Linked DNA regions of Mus musculus: region 2 is linked to region 1. Evidence: chromatin contacts called from public Hi-C data. All regions are on one chromosome and are shown on one strand. The core of a region is the stretch at or near the end of the contact, and the rest is flanking DNA. Distances in the headings are between cores, read along the strand shown. Region 1 overlaps Rbm20 (RNA binding motif protein 20). Region 2 overlaps Rbm20 (RNA binding motif protein 20).

Region 1 (3,667 bases), core at 570-3,069:
GGATCTGCATACCTTGCAGTGATAAGCATGCTCAAAACCACACCCAGCTCCTTAATTAGATGGGTCTGTAGCTGCTGACAGTGACCTGCATAATTGGACTCCATTACTGTGGAGTCATAAGACCTGACAGAGAGCCAAGGAATATACCCAGGTATGACGTGCGAGAAGGGAGTAATGGGTGCCTACAGAGGTTCCTGCGTTTTGGTTAAGGTGATTCTCTGGAACCTGGTAATTTGAAGATAGGGTCCTTGGAATGTTTTTTTTCACCTGAAGCCTTGCTTAAGTTTTCTCATTTGTGATATAGGACAGCACGTCTCTTGCCCATAGACAGATTCAAAGATAAAGACGTTCGTGCCCTTCCATTGTGACTGAGTTATATAGTTGTCCTTATCACTGCTAACTGTCCCTGAGGAGAGTAAAGCCAAGATGTTGGTTATCTTAAATAAGTGATGGATGCATGTGTGTGTGTGTGTATGCCAGTTGTGAATGTATGTGCACCACATATGTGCAGAAGTCTACCAAAGCCAGAAGGCATCAGGTTCCTGAAACTGTAATTATAGGTAGATATGAACAACCATGTCAGTGCTAGGAATGAACCTGGGTCCTCTGCAAGAGCGATATGAGCTCTTAACCTCTGAGTCATCTCTCTAGCCCCTGGCAGCTTGTATTTTTGTGACAGGGTCTCTCACTGGCTTGAAGTTTACAGGTTGGGCTATACTGTCCTGCCAGTGGCCTCAGGGATCTTTATGCCTTTGGAGACCAAGGCTGCCTTTGACACAGGTCCTGGTAATGAAACTCAGGACTGTGTGTTTACCCAGTAAGCACCTTGCTGACTGAGCTATTTCTGCAACCCAAGAAGAGTGCGTCTTAAGATACTCAATTTTAAGTCTGACTTGAGAGTCAGTCATATCAGGGTTGGACATGGAACTCAGCAGTGGATAAAGAAACCTCGTTTCTCTAAGTGTGAATCTGACCTTTCCTCTGTCATTTCTGTTTCTTGGTGAAGGAAACTCTTCACTGGGCTTGAGGTTTCCCCTTTGGAAGGTGGCCTGAGAAACGAAGGTCCACTGGGGCTCCTCGCTGTTTGCACAGTATTTTGTAGGACCTGTGCATTACAACCATCTGTGACTTGGACACTCCAGGCACGGTGAGGTAACCTGTAGTCTCAGTACCCAGTGGGCTGAGGCAGGAGGGCCATGGGTCAAAGGTCAGCCTGGGCTACATATCAATACTGTCTTCTAAGAAGTGGGAAGACAGCAACCTTTTTAAAAGCTGTGGGCCCCATGGCTCACGCTGGGATTTGATTTCATAACTTTTAAGCTCTGCCGCTAGATTGCTGACCTGTGTGGCTAGAACGACCTCAGCTAAGAGTTCAAGTGACAAGTTCAAGTTTGTAAAATCAATAGAGAGAAAGGGACTTGGGGGGGGGGGTGGCCCCGGAGCGGGGGAGGGTTGGGGGAGGGGAGTAAGGGTTTGCCAGAGCCATTTCAGTGACCTGTGTTGAAATCTTGTGATTTATGGAAGTTGTTGAGAAATTATACAGAAAATTGGCAACAAGGGAAGTTGCTCTTGAAATCCATCCTATTAAGATAAAATTGGTTTCTTAAAAAGTCTTCATAGATTTAGTTCTTAAACCAGTGCCCAGTGCCGTTACTTGTTACTTATGTGTCTCCCTCCCCCTTTACCAGGCATCGCGTGGCACCTCCTCTATCCCAGGGACGCTAATTCTGTTTTCTGGTCAGGCCAGTCCTTTCAGGGTACATCTCCCCCACCCCCATCTTAGCAGCAACATTGTTTTTGGCAAACATCTCATTGGGAAGCCAAATTCAAGCTCAGGCCTGACTGTAGGTCCTGCTAACATTAATCCCCATTGTTGGGGCACTGTGTTGCATGATTGCATAAATATTAGAGTCTTGCAAAAGCACTGGTAATTACACACTTATACATCTGTGGCTACTGGTAATCTTTTATAAATATGTGTAGACTACATAGCAGCAAGATGAGGCAGGCTCAATTCTAGGCTATCTATAAAACTGAGAAATTTTTCAGTATTTGTGATATATGAGTGTGTATGTGGAGGCAATAAAAATCAAATTTGGTGGACGGAAGAGAGGTAACTCAGAAGTCTAGAGTGACTGTCACTTTTACAAAGGACCTGAGTTTGGTGCCTGGAATCTACCTGGTGGCTCATTATGATGGTAATTCCAATTCCAGAGGACTCAGTGCTGTCTCTGTCCTCTGCAGACTCCCATGCAATGGTGCCCACGAGCTTACACAAGCACACACATAAACTGAAAATAATTTAAAAAATAAAATCTGGAGACTAGAGAGAAAGCTCAGTGGATAAAGTAATTGTAAGCATAAGGCTTGAAGTGGGATCTCTAGTGCTTACATAACAGCTGGGCAGGCATGGCAGGCCACATGTAATCCCAGCACTTGGGAGGCAAAGAAAAACGGTCCCTTGAAAGCTTGGCTAGATATGCTGAATTGGGCAACTCTGGGGTCAGGGAGGGACTCTGCCTTAATAAATAAAATGGAAAGCCACTGAGGAAGATAACTGATGTCAACCTCGGACCACACACATGTGCACGCGTGTGCGTGCGAGACACACACACACACACAGTGACCCATATTCATCTGAACACATACACACCGCATACAAAAATACTAATATGTTAAAAAAAAAAAGAGGGGTTGGTGAGATGGCTCAGCGGATAAGAGCACTGACTGCCCTTCTGAAGGTCCTGAGTTCAAACCCCAGCAACCACATGGTGGCTCACAACCACCAGTAATGAGATCTGATGCCCTCTTCTGGTGCATTTGAAGTCAGCTACAGTGTACTTATGTATAATAATAAACAAATCTTAAGAAAAAAAGAAAAAGAAAGAAAGAAAGACAGGAAAGACAGACCGACCTGAAAAGTATTCCAAACTGTCTAGGTGAAGTCACCATGACTTTGGTTCAACCATTTAATCCCATCAGACTTCATTTCCAACACCCATGATGATAAGCGTAATGTACTTGTCTAAGGAACTCACCTATGAGTTTTGCATTCAGTTATAAACAGGGCTATTTTGGGTGAAAGCATTAAAATTGTAAAGTTCAAATAGAAAACTATTGCTGTTGGATGCTGGAAAGCGGGGGACAGTGAGGAGCAAGGCTTTCCCACAGCACATGGGCACCCCTTAAAGGCTACACAAGTTCACAGAAAAATTAAGGTACAGCTTTTCCGTACATCCCAGCCTCACTTCAGTGCATAGTCTCCTCCACCATTATCAACATCCCTCACCAAAGCAGTAGTGACTAGCAGAGAGCCACATGTATCTGGGGATAAGGAGAGATATTTGGAAGGTAGTTAAGGATTATGCTGGCTTAAGGAAGTGGGGATGGGGGCTCCTCCAGACCCATGACTTCTCTAAACCCAAGTAGTTGGCTAGGCCTCCAGCACCAGGCATGGCTTCCCTTCTGTTGAGTGTGTCTTAAGTTTAATTAGAGAGCTATGGTCCTCAGGGTTACTGTGCCATATTTGTTGTTGTTTTAGTTCACAGGCATCATACCTGAGTAGGACTATGGGTTGTTTTCCTCACTTGGAAGCTTGCACAGCACCTTCTGGTACCAGGAAAGCTAGCACCCAGAGGAGACTTTTCAGCTAGATCCTCAGGGTCTT
Region 2 (3,667 bases), core at 339-2,838, 71 kb after region 1:
CTGGTACCCCACCAACATGGAGGAGTTGGTCACAGTGGACGAAGTAGGCGAGGAAGATTTCATCATGGAACCAGACTTACCAGAGCTGGAAGAAATTGTGCCTATTGACCAGAAAGACAAAACCCTCCCTAAAATATGTACCTGTGTAACGGCCACCTTAGGTTTGGACTTGGCCAAAGATTTCACCAAGCAGGGAGAGACCCTAGGGAACGGAGACGCAGAACTCAGCCTGAAGCTGCCCGGACAAGTGCCGTCTACTTCCGCAAGCTGTCCCAATGACACGGACCTGGAGATGCCTGGCCTAAATCTGGATGCTGAGCGGAAGCCAGCTGAAAGCGAGACAGGCCTCTCACTGGAGGTCTCAAATTGCTACGAGAAGGAGGCAAGAGGAGAGGAGGACTCAGATGTGAGTCTGGCCCCTGCAGTGCAGCAAATGTCCTCCCCCCAGCCAGCAGATGAGCGGGCCCGGCAGTCCAGCCCTTTTCTCGATGACTGCAAGGCCAGGGGGTCCCCAGAAGATGGGTCTCATGAAGCCAGCCCCCTGGAAGGAAAAGCCAGCCCACCTACTGAAAGCGACCTCCAAAGCCAGGCTTGCCGAGGTGTGTTGGCTGAGGGTGGCTACCTTCCTCTCCCTCATGGGTGGTAGGGTGGACTGGACCACCGCGTCCCTCAGGACATGTGGGTATGTGCAGGCTGGAACAGATAGATGGGAGTTACTTAAGGCCAAGACAGAAAGTTAAGTACTAATAGAAGCAAGCCTCCGAAGGCCTGGCTAGAATGTTAAAGCAAATAGTGTAGAAGAAATCCAGCAGGCGCCCCCTGTGTTCCGGGAATAACCTCGACTTGATTTCTCTGCACTGTGGGGTCCCACCTAGGCATGGGCAACTAAGATCAGGTTGAGTTTTTACTACAAAAAAGCTTGGGTTCTTTTTGATGGTCTGCCACCCTTTCCTGAATGGTGGAAACCCTTGGCAATTATTTCTGCGATGCGGGGGCGAGGGGGGAAGGAGAGATGCGGCGGGAGGGGGGGGGAGGTACGGAACGGGGTGGTGGAGAGAGAATGACACACGGGGAGGGAGATGGCTTTGTAAAGGGCTTGCTTCCCTTCTAACTATCTCAGACCCACTTTTCTCCAGGGTCTGATAGTGGAGCAGGACTTATCCCAGAAACACCCTACTGGAGGTGAGGTTGTGTCTATGCTCAGGGCTGTGACATCATGAACTAAGGAGCCTAAAATGGGCTAAGCCATGGCCTTTCTGCCAGATGGAAACAGATCCATCCAGGGTGTGTGTGTGTGTGTGTGTGTGTGTGTGTGTGTGTGTGTGTGTGTAAGGGGGTGGGGTGGAGAGTAGAGGGTGGGTGAGTATTTCTTAAGACTCTTTAACAGTGAAAATAAACTAGAGATTTATTTTACAGAAAGTTCTCAGCATCACCAAGGCTGAAGTAAAACTAGTAGAGCAGAAAATATAGAGGAAAGGCCAGAAAATAAACATTCCAACCCAGAGCCTTGTGTCAGCACAAGCTGGTGGGTGGCCCGAGGCTTGGGCTTTCTTCCATGTCAAGTTGACCTGAGCAGTCTTTCACCTGCCGGGATCAGAGTCTCCATGGAAACCTCCTTGATCAGCCTGCTTGTTGCTAGAGCAACAGAGGCCCAGCCCATCTCCAGCAGGCATAAATAAAACGCACTGGCATTTTCACTGGCTCTGACGGAGCCTCTTTTATTTTGTGATATGGGTCTGAGCCAGTGCTAGTCTCCAGGGTTTATTAACTTTCCCAGTATTTGGAGCCTCACATTTAACAGTGCTGCTTCACGAGCGTGGGGTAAACGCGGCGTGGCCTCTTTGGCCACCCTTAGCAGATGTCGGCGTGGCCTCTTTGGCCACCCTTAGCAGATGTCAGCATAATTTCCGCCCTTCAAGGATCCTCCGGCTGGTAGAGATGGAGTGATCCTGATTTTGGGGGTAATGGAGGGCGGACCATCCAAGTGAAGGCATTAACAATCCATCCTTGTGTGCCAAGTACAAAGATGTGCCAAGTTTTATTGTGTGTGGCATTTTTTTGGCAATGGAAAAATGCTCTTAATTATAGCACTTTGGTTCTAATTAGCGGTCCTACCCCCAGCACCATGTGATTAAGCAGTCCAAGGGACAATTCCCAATCACACAGCACACTGGGCAGGATTACAGGGACTCTTTGAGACCCAGAGTGGTGTGTGTGTGTATGTGTGTGTGTGTGTGTGTGTGTGTATATCTCCAATCCCCCATCCCACGGGCTCATGTTTTGCAGAAAACCCCAGGTACATGGAAGTGAAATCTCTGAACGTGAGATCGCCAGAATTCACCGAAGCGGAGCTGAAAGAGCCCCTTTCTTTGCCTTCCTGGGAACCGGAGGTGTTCAGTGAACTTAGCATTCCTCTAGGTAGGTGAAGTCCACAGCCCTTCCTGGATTTCAGCTCCAGGAAGTGGCAGTTCTAAAGCAGTGTGGAGAAGCTCAAGAGGGCCTTTGCCAGTGTGTTGTCTTGGCTTTTGTGTTGTCTTTGCTTTCAAAGGTATGATGCAGAAGCCCAGATCTGCAAGATGGTAAAGGTGCTTGTGGTTTCAGGCACTGGGGTAGATCTGATACCTAGGTGACCAAGCTGTGGACAGCACAGCATTAAGATTTTACTAGAAAAGACCTTTCCCTGTCAGGGAGTGCTTGCTTCTTGACTGTGTAGAGACTTTAAGCCCAGGCCTTGTTCAGGCAGGAAAGCAGAAGTCCAGCTACTTCCAAACCATCAACTAAAATGAACGCCCTCTCTGCTCTCTTCCCTCGTGTCCTTGTCTCAGAACAGTTCTCCGTGACTTTTCTCCTTGATAGATCTGCTTTTCTGAGTCTCCGAGAGCCACTGAATAGACTGAAGTTGACAGAGGGTACAGGGAAGAGACCCAGGCCCTTGTCCATCTAGTCATGGATGTTCTTGTGTCTTCAGACAAGTCTTGCCTTCCTGAGCCTCAGTCTCCTCATCAATAGCAGGGGTTGAAGCAGTAGGTGGGTTTTCAATTATGGAAGTGTCAGGGTGGTGTATTAGCAAGAACCTCCTGGACCAAGATCTGTGAGCTCTGCATTGACTCTGAAAGATTGGGGGCTAAAGGGGTAAAAGAGGATCAGCTAGCTGTTCAGAGGGGACACTTGGGAAAGTGTCACAAGGAAGCATGACAAACTGATGACATGTCATCATCCAGGGAAGACCCACCAGTGTAGGCTTGTTCTTTCCAGCCTTGTTTCCATTACTTTTCTTGGATTTCTTTACTCTCAGTATGCCATTTTATAGAATTAGATTTGAGAAATGACAAATCTTGTTCTTAAAGAATTGCTGCATAGTATCTCTCAAACAAAATTTACATGTGTGTATGTGTATGTGGTGTGCATGTGTATGTGTGTATATGTGTGTATGTGTGTGAGTATGTATGTTTATGTGTGCGTGTGTGTATGTATGTGTGTGTATGTGTGTATATGTGTGTATGTGTGTATGTATATGTGTGTGTATGTAGGTGTGTGTGTATATATATATATGTATGTGTGCATGCATGTGTGGCACGTACACATGAGTGTGGGTAGGCATGTGTACTGGTGCATGTGATATGGAGTCCGGAGGACTATCAGATGGACCCTCCTCTATCTTTCCCAC

Evidence for each region. A called contact is a pair of places that touch in the nucleus more often than the background predicts.
Region 2: a Hi-C map of liver shows a contact between it and region 1, with 2.4 times the contacts expected there. The contact joins two enhancer-like sites. A contact is called at or near these places in 1 of 39 promoter capture datasets (the 3T3-L1 cell line), 15 of 484 Hi-C or Micro-C datasets (the 3T3-L1 cell line, 3T3-L1-derived adipocytes, the AML12 cell line and 9 more), 9 of 115 datasets of contacts at active chromatin or transcription factors (CD8 T cells, acute myeloid leukemia, embryonic fibroblasts and 6 more) and 2 of 9 other capture datasets (adipose tissue and pancreatic islet).

What each region holds. Positions count from the first base shown.
Region 1 is chr19:53,779,597-53,783,263 of GRCm38.p6, forward strand. All of the region lies in intron 1 of Rbm20 (RNA binding motif protein 20), which reads left to right. All of the region lies in intron 1 of Gm30890 (a long non-coding RNA gene), which reads right to left. Among named protein-coding and RNA genes, the nearest start is that of Gm30890, 5.6 kb to the right of the region's middle. Within about 2 kb of position 1,820, at least 26 of the 459 cell types and tissues checked have an H3K27ac peak or open chromatin away from gene starts, as enhancers often do. A contact at or near this core is called in 3T3-L1-derived adipocytes, adipose tissue and liver, where this site is marked.
Region 2 is chr19:53,851,218-53,854,884 of GRCm38.p6, forward strand. It overlaps Rbm20 (RNA binding motif protein 20), which reads left to right. Exons shown (of 14, transcript NM_001170847.1): 11 at 1-599; 12 at 2,287-2,418. Among named protein-coding and RNA genes, the nearest start is that of Gm41863, 7.3 kb to the right of the region's middle. Within about 2 kb of position 1,589, at least 130 of the 459 cell types and tissues checked have an H3K27ac peak or open chromatin away from gene starts, as enhancers often do. A contact at or near this core is called in 3T3-L1-derived adipocytes, adipose tissue and liver, where this site is marked.